Regions from separate parts of the Mus musculus genome. Here region 1 is linked to region 2. Evidence: chromatin contacts called from public HiChIP or PLAC-seq data. All regions are on one chromosome and are shown on one strand. The core of a region is the stretch at or near the end of the contact, and the rest is flanking DNA. Distances in the headings are between cores, read along the strand shown. Region 1 holds the start of Erbb4 (erb-b2 receptor tyrosine kinase 4). Region 2 overlaps Erbb4 (erb-b2 receptor tyrosine kinase 4).

The links. HiChIP or PLAC-seq counts read pairs in DNA pulled down with a chosen protein or histone mark.
Region 1: a contact with region 2 is called in an H3K27ac HiChIP or PLAC-seq map of heart atrium, with 9 read pairs. The contact joins the promoter of Erbb4 here to the enhancer-like site in region 2. A contact is called at or near these places in 2 of 39 promoter capture datasets (both in liver), 1 of 484 Hi-C or Micro-C datasets (the HL-1 cell line), 2 of 115 datasets of contacts at active chromatin or transcription factors (heart atrium and neural progenitor cells) and 2 of 9 other capture datasets (liver and pancreatic islet).

The regions. Positions count from the first base shown.
Region 1 is chr1:69,105,491-69,109,479 of GRCm38.p6, forward strand. It overlaps Erbb4 (erb-b2 receptor tyrosine kinase 4), which reads right to left and starts at 2,569. Exons shown (of 27, transcript NM_010154.2): 1 at 2,185-2,569. The coding sequence starts at 2,266.
Region 2 is chr1:68,993,864-68,997,483 of GRCm38.p6, forward strand. All of the region lies in intron 1 of Erbb4 (erb-b2 receptor tyrosine kinase 4), which reads right to left. Among named protein-coding and RNA genes, the nearest start is that of Gm51744, 39 kb to the left of the region's middle. Within about 2 kb of position 1,753, at least 3 of the 459 cell types and tissues checked have an H3K27ac peak or open chromatin away from gene starts, as enhancers often do. A contact at or near this core is called in heart atrium, where this site is marked.

The DNA.
Region 1 (3,989 bases), core at 1,319-3,818, 110 kb after region 2:
GGCCCTTTCATCTAGATCACTTTGTGTTTTGAACAAGTGAGGCTCTCTTTTGTGCCCCTAGAATTTCAAGTACAGAGTCACACACGAAACAACAATGGCACGCTAATCCTCCTGCTTCTAAATGGGCTCACTTGTGGGTCTGACAATTCGCCCAGGGAAAAGAGCAGAGGGAGCTGGGCGCAGGCTGGTGTCCTCTGAGACGCGGAAGGGGACAGCTGCAGAACTAATTTGGATTACATTCCTTGCCTAAATTCTGAAAAGGGCTTTTCGGCATAGCCCCAACCGGGAGCTGCAGAGTTAATACCAAATTGCTGTGGACTTGAAGCGGGGATCCCCCCAGCGGCCCGGGCCACGCCAGACAGCTCCCTGGTAGGGTGGCCTGATAGAAATTCCTCTCGGCTAAGCCTGCATGACAGTGGCAAGTGTTTTTGAATGGGTCAATGTGCATAATCAACCCATTGAGGGGAAAGGCAAAGGGCTCCGAGTCGGGGGCTAGAAAGGGATGTATCTAGGCGGCCGCCTGGAATCTCAAGTCCTTGCTGCTGCTCTGATTCCAGAGGTGGCTGGAGCGCAGGATCTGGTATGCAGGAAGAATTTCAGAGTCACTGGGAGTATGCAAACGGCCAGCACAAATGGCGCACATGTGCCATTCGAAGGTCATTTTGAACCGCTCAGAGATTGTAACTTGTTATTTACTAGGCGAGGAGGAAGAGGCGGGAGCGGGGGCGGAGCGGGAAAACTAGCAAGCTGCAGCTTTCTCGGTGAGGTCAGAAGGACACCCTCTAGGGACCTAAAGCTCTCCCTGTCGCCACTCCTGAATGTTTTATCTTCTCAAGCTGACGCCCACGTTCCCGCCACCAGCCCCGGAAGGTTCCGGAAATCTCTCTGCCTTCTCCAAAAGCCCTCTTCTCTCCCCTCTGGGCCAGGTCAGACACACAGATTCTCCTTAGTCCTTTCGCGTCCCCTCCTCTCATCCCCGGGGTAACTCCCAAGAGTCAAGAAACTTTGAGCTCCTCTACATCGCAGCTGCTGTCATTGGCTCTGGCGGCCCCAGCACGACAGCGACACTGTTTCTCTCGGGGTCAATTAGTCCTTTTTCTGTCCAAATACCTGGGGCTTGGGCGATCCAGCCAACAGTGGCAGCGCTCAGGACGCCGCCACCCGGCCCGCCTCGGGCTAAGTCAGTGAGCGCCACCCGCGAGCTCTGCAGCCCGGCAGGGCAGTAAACAGAAGTTTAGGCCAACCCCAAGTTGCACTACTGGAAGAACTCTTCCCAGAGCCAAGTCCAGCATGGGGAGGGAAGGCCGAGCTCTGGACTCAGTATGCCAGGCTCTTTTAGAGAGAGAGAGAGAGAGAGAGAGAGAGAGAGAGAGAGAGAGAGAGAGAGAGAGAGAGAGAGAGAGAGAGAGAGAGAGAGAGAGATCATGCTGGCTGAAGAGTCGCACGCCCAACACACACACACACACACACCCTCTTTCTCGCCCCAAGTCAATCTCAAGACAGCCTAGAGATGCCAACTAAGAAGGCCCAGAGTCCCTGGCCCCCGGCCGAGGCGCGCACCCGGTGCGCTCCAGCTGCCCGGATAGGGCTGGGCGTCCGGTGTGACCCCGCAGGCTACTGGAGACTCGGGCCAGGGACCCTGCGCCAGCATGCTCAGGTGCCAAGCCCGGCTCCCCGGCCGCGCTCCGCCGCAGCCCTGCACCCCGGGGAAGGCCAGCCAGGCTCAGCTCAGGAACCTCCTGGCAGCCCGAAGAGGTGCAGCGATTCTCCGGTTTGGTTTGATTCCCCCCCCCCCCCTTCCCAGCTCGAGAAGGAGGGAACCTCCACTGACGGGCTCAGGTCTCCCACGCCCCGAACAACGGGCGCCACCAGAAGCGATCCCGCTTAGGCTCCCAGAAAACGCGCGAGAAAGAAAGAAGGGGGCTAAAGAGAGGGCGAGAGGGGGGACAATAATATAGAGGGTGGCAGGAAAGCGAAGTCATTTGTAGCATCAATTAAAAACACACGCACGCACACACAAAGGTAAGTTTGGGATGGAGCTAGGGGCGACCCAAGGCAGAAGCCCGGTCCCTAGGGTCCCTGGAGCCTAAGGGTGACAGAGGGGCGAGGGAGAAGGGAAACACCGGAGGCAGTGGCGGGTTCAACAGCTGGAGCGCGACCGGGAACCGCGAGACCGCGACCCACCTGACTGAGAAGCGCTGGGCTGGACGGTCCCCGCTGCCATCAGAAGGCTCCCCCAGACCCAGAGTCCCGTCGCCAGCTTCATTTTTGGCAAGTCTCAGATCCCGCGCTGACAATTACATGTCCAAATACCATAGCCACTTGCGAGCACGCGGAGGAGATCTCCCCCCCTCAGCCGGGAGCGCGTGGGGGGCGCAAGGGGGGCGGGCGCGGCGCGCTTGGTGCACGGGCTTCCCGGGGCCGGAGAGCCAGTCGGCGACGGCGGCGGCTTCCAGGACCCGTGGACCCGCGGACCCGGCAAGGGGCCGCGGAGGAGGGCGCGCGGGTGGGAGTGAGCGCGACTGTGCGGCTGGTGCTCCGAGCACAACGTACAGCTAGTTCCCGGAGTGATCCTCCGCTCGCTCGTTCCCTCCTCACTTTCTCGCTCGCTCGCTCGCTCTCCTCACTGGTTGGTCAACAATAAAAAGAAAGAGGGAATAAAGGCTTCCAAAAAAAGTTGATTGCAAAGAGGCGGCGGGGTTCCGGCCTCTCCCCCCAAAACCGGGCTATGTTCAGCTCTCTCTTCAGTCTCCTTGCACCTCCTGTCCAAATCTGGAGGGAAAAGGAGGGGGTGTTGCTTCTTTGCTTCTCCCCGATCCTGTCCCCCTTTTTTTCCACTGTCAGCTTTCCTCACACTTGTCCAGCCATTGCAGTAATTAAAGCTCCGAACGTCATTTCCAACGCTCCGCGGTCTCCAGCCGCAGCCCCACAGAGAAATTAATAAGAGTCAGAAGAAAGATTTTTGAAAAAGAAAAGAAAAGAAAAGAAAGAAAAAAAAGAGGGGAGTGGGGGGTGGGAATCAAACAACCCTCCACACAACCAGCCAGGCTTTCCTCCGCTGCGCAAGCCCCGCCCCTGCTCTGACCCATGTAGCCACGCCCTCCCCCTAAGGAGAAATCTTATTGGCTCAGACACTCCCCAAAATCCTCTGCCTCTAGAGTTGGAAAAACACCTGTCAGACAGTGGGAGCAGCAGGGTCATGGTAGGAGCTTGGGGAAGCAGGATCTGAGAAGCTCAGTGGAGACCACTGTCTGAAACGCTCCCCTTGGGGCTGCCCCGGCAGAGGCCCTGGACAGCTGGCCCGCTGAGTAGTCAGTCCACCAGAAGGAATGCTTGCTGAACGAATTTTTTGACACAAGAACAGGGCATTTTCTTTATTGCTCCAAGGTGTCAGTCCATACACAGAACCTTCCCTAGAAATAGAAAGTCAACGTTGCTTTGGGAATAAAATATCTTTGTCCCTCGCCATCACCCAGAATATTCCATACTTAGCATACTTAGTACTTTAGAATGGATATTGTAGGTAGCTGGTAGCCTCGCAGGTAAGATGAAATCTTCCAATAGTTTTTTTTTTCCAAATAAGCCATCTCTCCCACCTTCCCAAGATGACATTGGGCCAAACTTAAAAATCCATATTTGTGAAACCACATTCTTTGATTCTGAAATTATGCAAACTCTCTCGTCTGTGCTGTTCGGTCTGAAGGTGTTTAGGAGGTGAGATCTTAGCTGACCTTCGAGCCGTTAGGGCCACGCCATAGCAGGGCCAGCTTGAGGCCCTGCACTTGCCCTCTTTGCAGGGTGTGTGCTTCCAAGGTCATCAACCGCTGTACGACTAAGTTTCTCTAAGTCTAAAATGCCCTGGAAGGGATTACTGTAGTCTGAGAGGCCACAGGTCTAAAACTGCTCTATGCTGGGGCCAGAACCTGTAGTGAGTCAGAGGATACTCCTTTGCTATGTGTACAGCTATTCTATGAAGGCATTTTCTATGC
Region 2 (3,620 bases), core at 503-3,002:
TACATTATAAACAAGTTTAAGTAACATACATGTAAATATACATAGCATGAGAGATATAGTATTTTACAGTATAGATCAAGTATTTAGCCTGGACTATATTTTCATAATATATTAAAGTTGTAGTTTTCATTTTTGTCTAGTGCATGATGGAAAGGCTAATGTCTAGGAAGGTGGGTTATTTTTTAATAATTAACTCTAAAGTCTACTTTTCTTTATAGTCTTAGATTTTTAAAAAGTAACTAACAAACACACTTTAAACCTCTCTTCTTCATGCCAGTATGGAGGGAGCTACAATACAGAAGAAGTTTAGTGGTTATATTATGAACGATATGCTAATTTTCTTAACATCATTTGTTTTTCTAAGTGGACTTTTCTCTTTCAGAAAATTGTTGAGTTTATATACCATATAACATCTACCCGTGTTACTGCTAAAACTTCTTACAGTATCATTGCTTAACATCTGCTTGCAATAGTATCATACATTGTTAAACATTGTATCGAGCTCAACATAGTCAAGGCACAGGTAAAGAACTAGTAGTAGCAGTTTTAGTAGTAGTAGTAACAGAAGTAGTACAAGTAGCAGTAGATGTCTGATTGTATTCTAATAAGAGTAAAAAATGGGTATATATTTTGGTTGGTATGGAAGTGGGGAGGTATAGGGAGGAATTGGCAAAAGGAAAACCATAATCAAATTATGTCATATGAAAATCTATTTTCAATTAATGCAAATTAATAAAAGAAAAACAGAAAAGGAAAAAACTGAATTCCAAAAACTTTCAAAGGAAAACCCAACACCACATAGTTTGAACTGATGAACACCAGAAATCTATATTATCAAAGAATGAAAAGAGTTAACAATTAAATACAATAGATTGGCATTTATCCTAATTCTGTTTGCTATCTTAAGCTTAGCATTTTGTCCCACAGTATATCCTATTTTATTTTTGGAGCTACAAAATAGGAGTCTCTGAAATTTCATTCTATCTACTCATGTATCTTTGACTGTAGATGACATTTGGGGGAGTTTTGCCTTCAAATACATGTTAGAAGAAGTATCTTAGGTCCTGGTAATTTAATGTACAAAGAGGAACTCTCTGTAAGTCTAAAGGAAACTACAAAAATAGGTTCTCTTTAGATGGAAAATATGACCACAGATCTGGAACGAGCATGCCCACTCACTCTGAGAAGATGAAATGACCAATTTCTTGGTGAAAATAGGAGCTGAACATATGGCTAAAAGCTGTATTAGAGAGCAAATTACTACTACTTACGTGCTGTTACAAATTGCAGATAAAAGATGATTATACATATTAGAGTTATCTAGTTTTCATTATAAGGACTAAATGATTTAAGATTATAGAAAAGCCGGGCTGAATGAAGAGTACAGGACAGGCCCATTAATGAAGCATTTACCTTTGTTGCTACTGTTAAAAACCTTTCAAGGGCTCATCCTGGGCTGTAACTAACTTTGCTTGCCATTTGGAATAATGTTTTTGATGTGCATTGATTATTGGTTCCAAAAATACCAATACTTGCATTATCTGGTTTTCAGAGGTTCTCTGTTACCATCCAGGAAAATAAAATTGCAGTTTCCCAAGGATAAGAGACAGACATGTCCAGGAGATATGGCTCTTTTCTCTGTCCATTCTCAGCTATCTTAGTTTCCTGAACATGCCGGACTGTCAACACCTACTCCAGCCACTTAACATATGCTCTTCTGCCTACACTCCTTCTCCTACCTCATCTTGCAACAGGACGTTTTTCCCTAAAATAGTTGGTGTTATCTTCATTTGGGGCATTCCCTGAGTTCCACTGCCCATCCTCCCATGCATGACACCTTCTCTTTAGAGATGTAAGTATTCTTGAGCTTATCACACCATGGGAAAAGATGGTTCATCTTCCATTAGAATAAAACTGCTAAGGAAAATGCCTGATTCATGCCTGAATTAAAAATTGAAACAAAATAACCTGAATATAAAACTAAAGTAACAATGAACAACATTTATCAGGAGCTTATTAACTAAAGGGTATTGAATGATGGTTTCAGTTATATAATATTCATATAAATCCGACAAATAATATGGCTTACTCTCATTTCCACATCAGCTGATAAAGTTTAAGCACGAAGGGTTTAAATAAATTATGGTGACAAAGCTATTAAGTAAGAAAGCCAAGGTTATATACACATCTTTTTCCATTATAATACAATTACATTGTACTTAAATGCATTTTGCATGTATATGTTTGAGTATACATATGTGTGTTACATTTGTGTGTATGCATGTTTATACATATGCATACAGAGATTGACTTTTAAGGATAAACTTTAAATAGCAAACAAAGTTACCTTTAGTGAAGCTGAAGTTTTCCTACCAAATCATATTTCATCCTACAAATGACCATTCCCCATCACTATACCAAGTACCCAGGTTGAAAACATCAAATATCTTGTATTGAAAATACACACTTATTATGTATTAGGCTAAAGTATACTAAAAAGGAACAGCAATATGAACTAACCAGTACCCACTGAGCTCGTGTCTCTAGCTGCATATGTAGCAGAAGATGGGCCTAATTGGCCATCATTGGGAGGAGAGGACCTTGATTTCGGGAAGATCATATGCCCCAATACAGGGGAATGCCAGGTCCAGGAATAAGGAGTGGTGGATTGGGAAGCAAGGACAGGGGGTGGGGTTTATAAGGGACTTTCGGGTTAGCATTTGAATTGTAAATGAAGAAAATATCTAATAAAATTTGTTTAAATAAAAAAGTCTACTAAAAATAATAGAAAATTAAGGTGGAATTATTCATGAGAATAGATCTATAAAATAATTGTGTGTATTCAATTAATTGAATGATTGGCATTATTAGGGAAAAACAAATAACACATTTTAAACTTGTTCTTTGTGCTGTATTTTTTGTTGTATAAGCTTCTAACGCATCCACTATTTTTATAATAGTCATCTCAAAGTGGTAATGTTCTGTCATCCCCTGGAGACCTTTCTAAAATTCTCACGTCTAGGCAATCTCTCGCCAGTCTCCCTAGAAAAGCGTCTCCTTTACCGGATGTGGACTCAGTTCTGGGTAGTAAGTCTGACTTACGTATCCTGCATATGTGATGTAAGTCAAAATCTGTCCCAGGTAAAGCAATGATTTCTAGTGTACAACAGAGGACAACCAAAGAGTTTTGCTAATCACACTCGCCTGCTGAGAATTCATTAAGCATTTTCACTACTAAATTGGTACTATGTGTTGCTGGCTTCATTTTGCTGACTCCACGAATCACATTCATCAGCCTCCAATATGTTGTTAAATCAGGGAATGGTACAAGGAACGTGTGGATCATTACAGATCAGTAACAAATGGACAACTGAATCACTGCTTTACCTGGAATAGATTTTTGACTTATATCACATATGCAGAGTAGGATATTTGTTACTCACAAAATTCAGTTGTCCAATTTGTATCTCACAGAACATCACATGAAGCAAAGATTTCACTGTGGAATGATTATTTAGACTAAGTAACAAAGCACTTAAGTTTCATTCCATATATTTAGTTATTGACATAAACACTGAAATAAATCTAGGCTTCATCTACAGAAAAAAATCTGATCCATT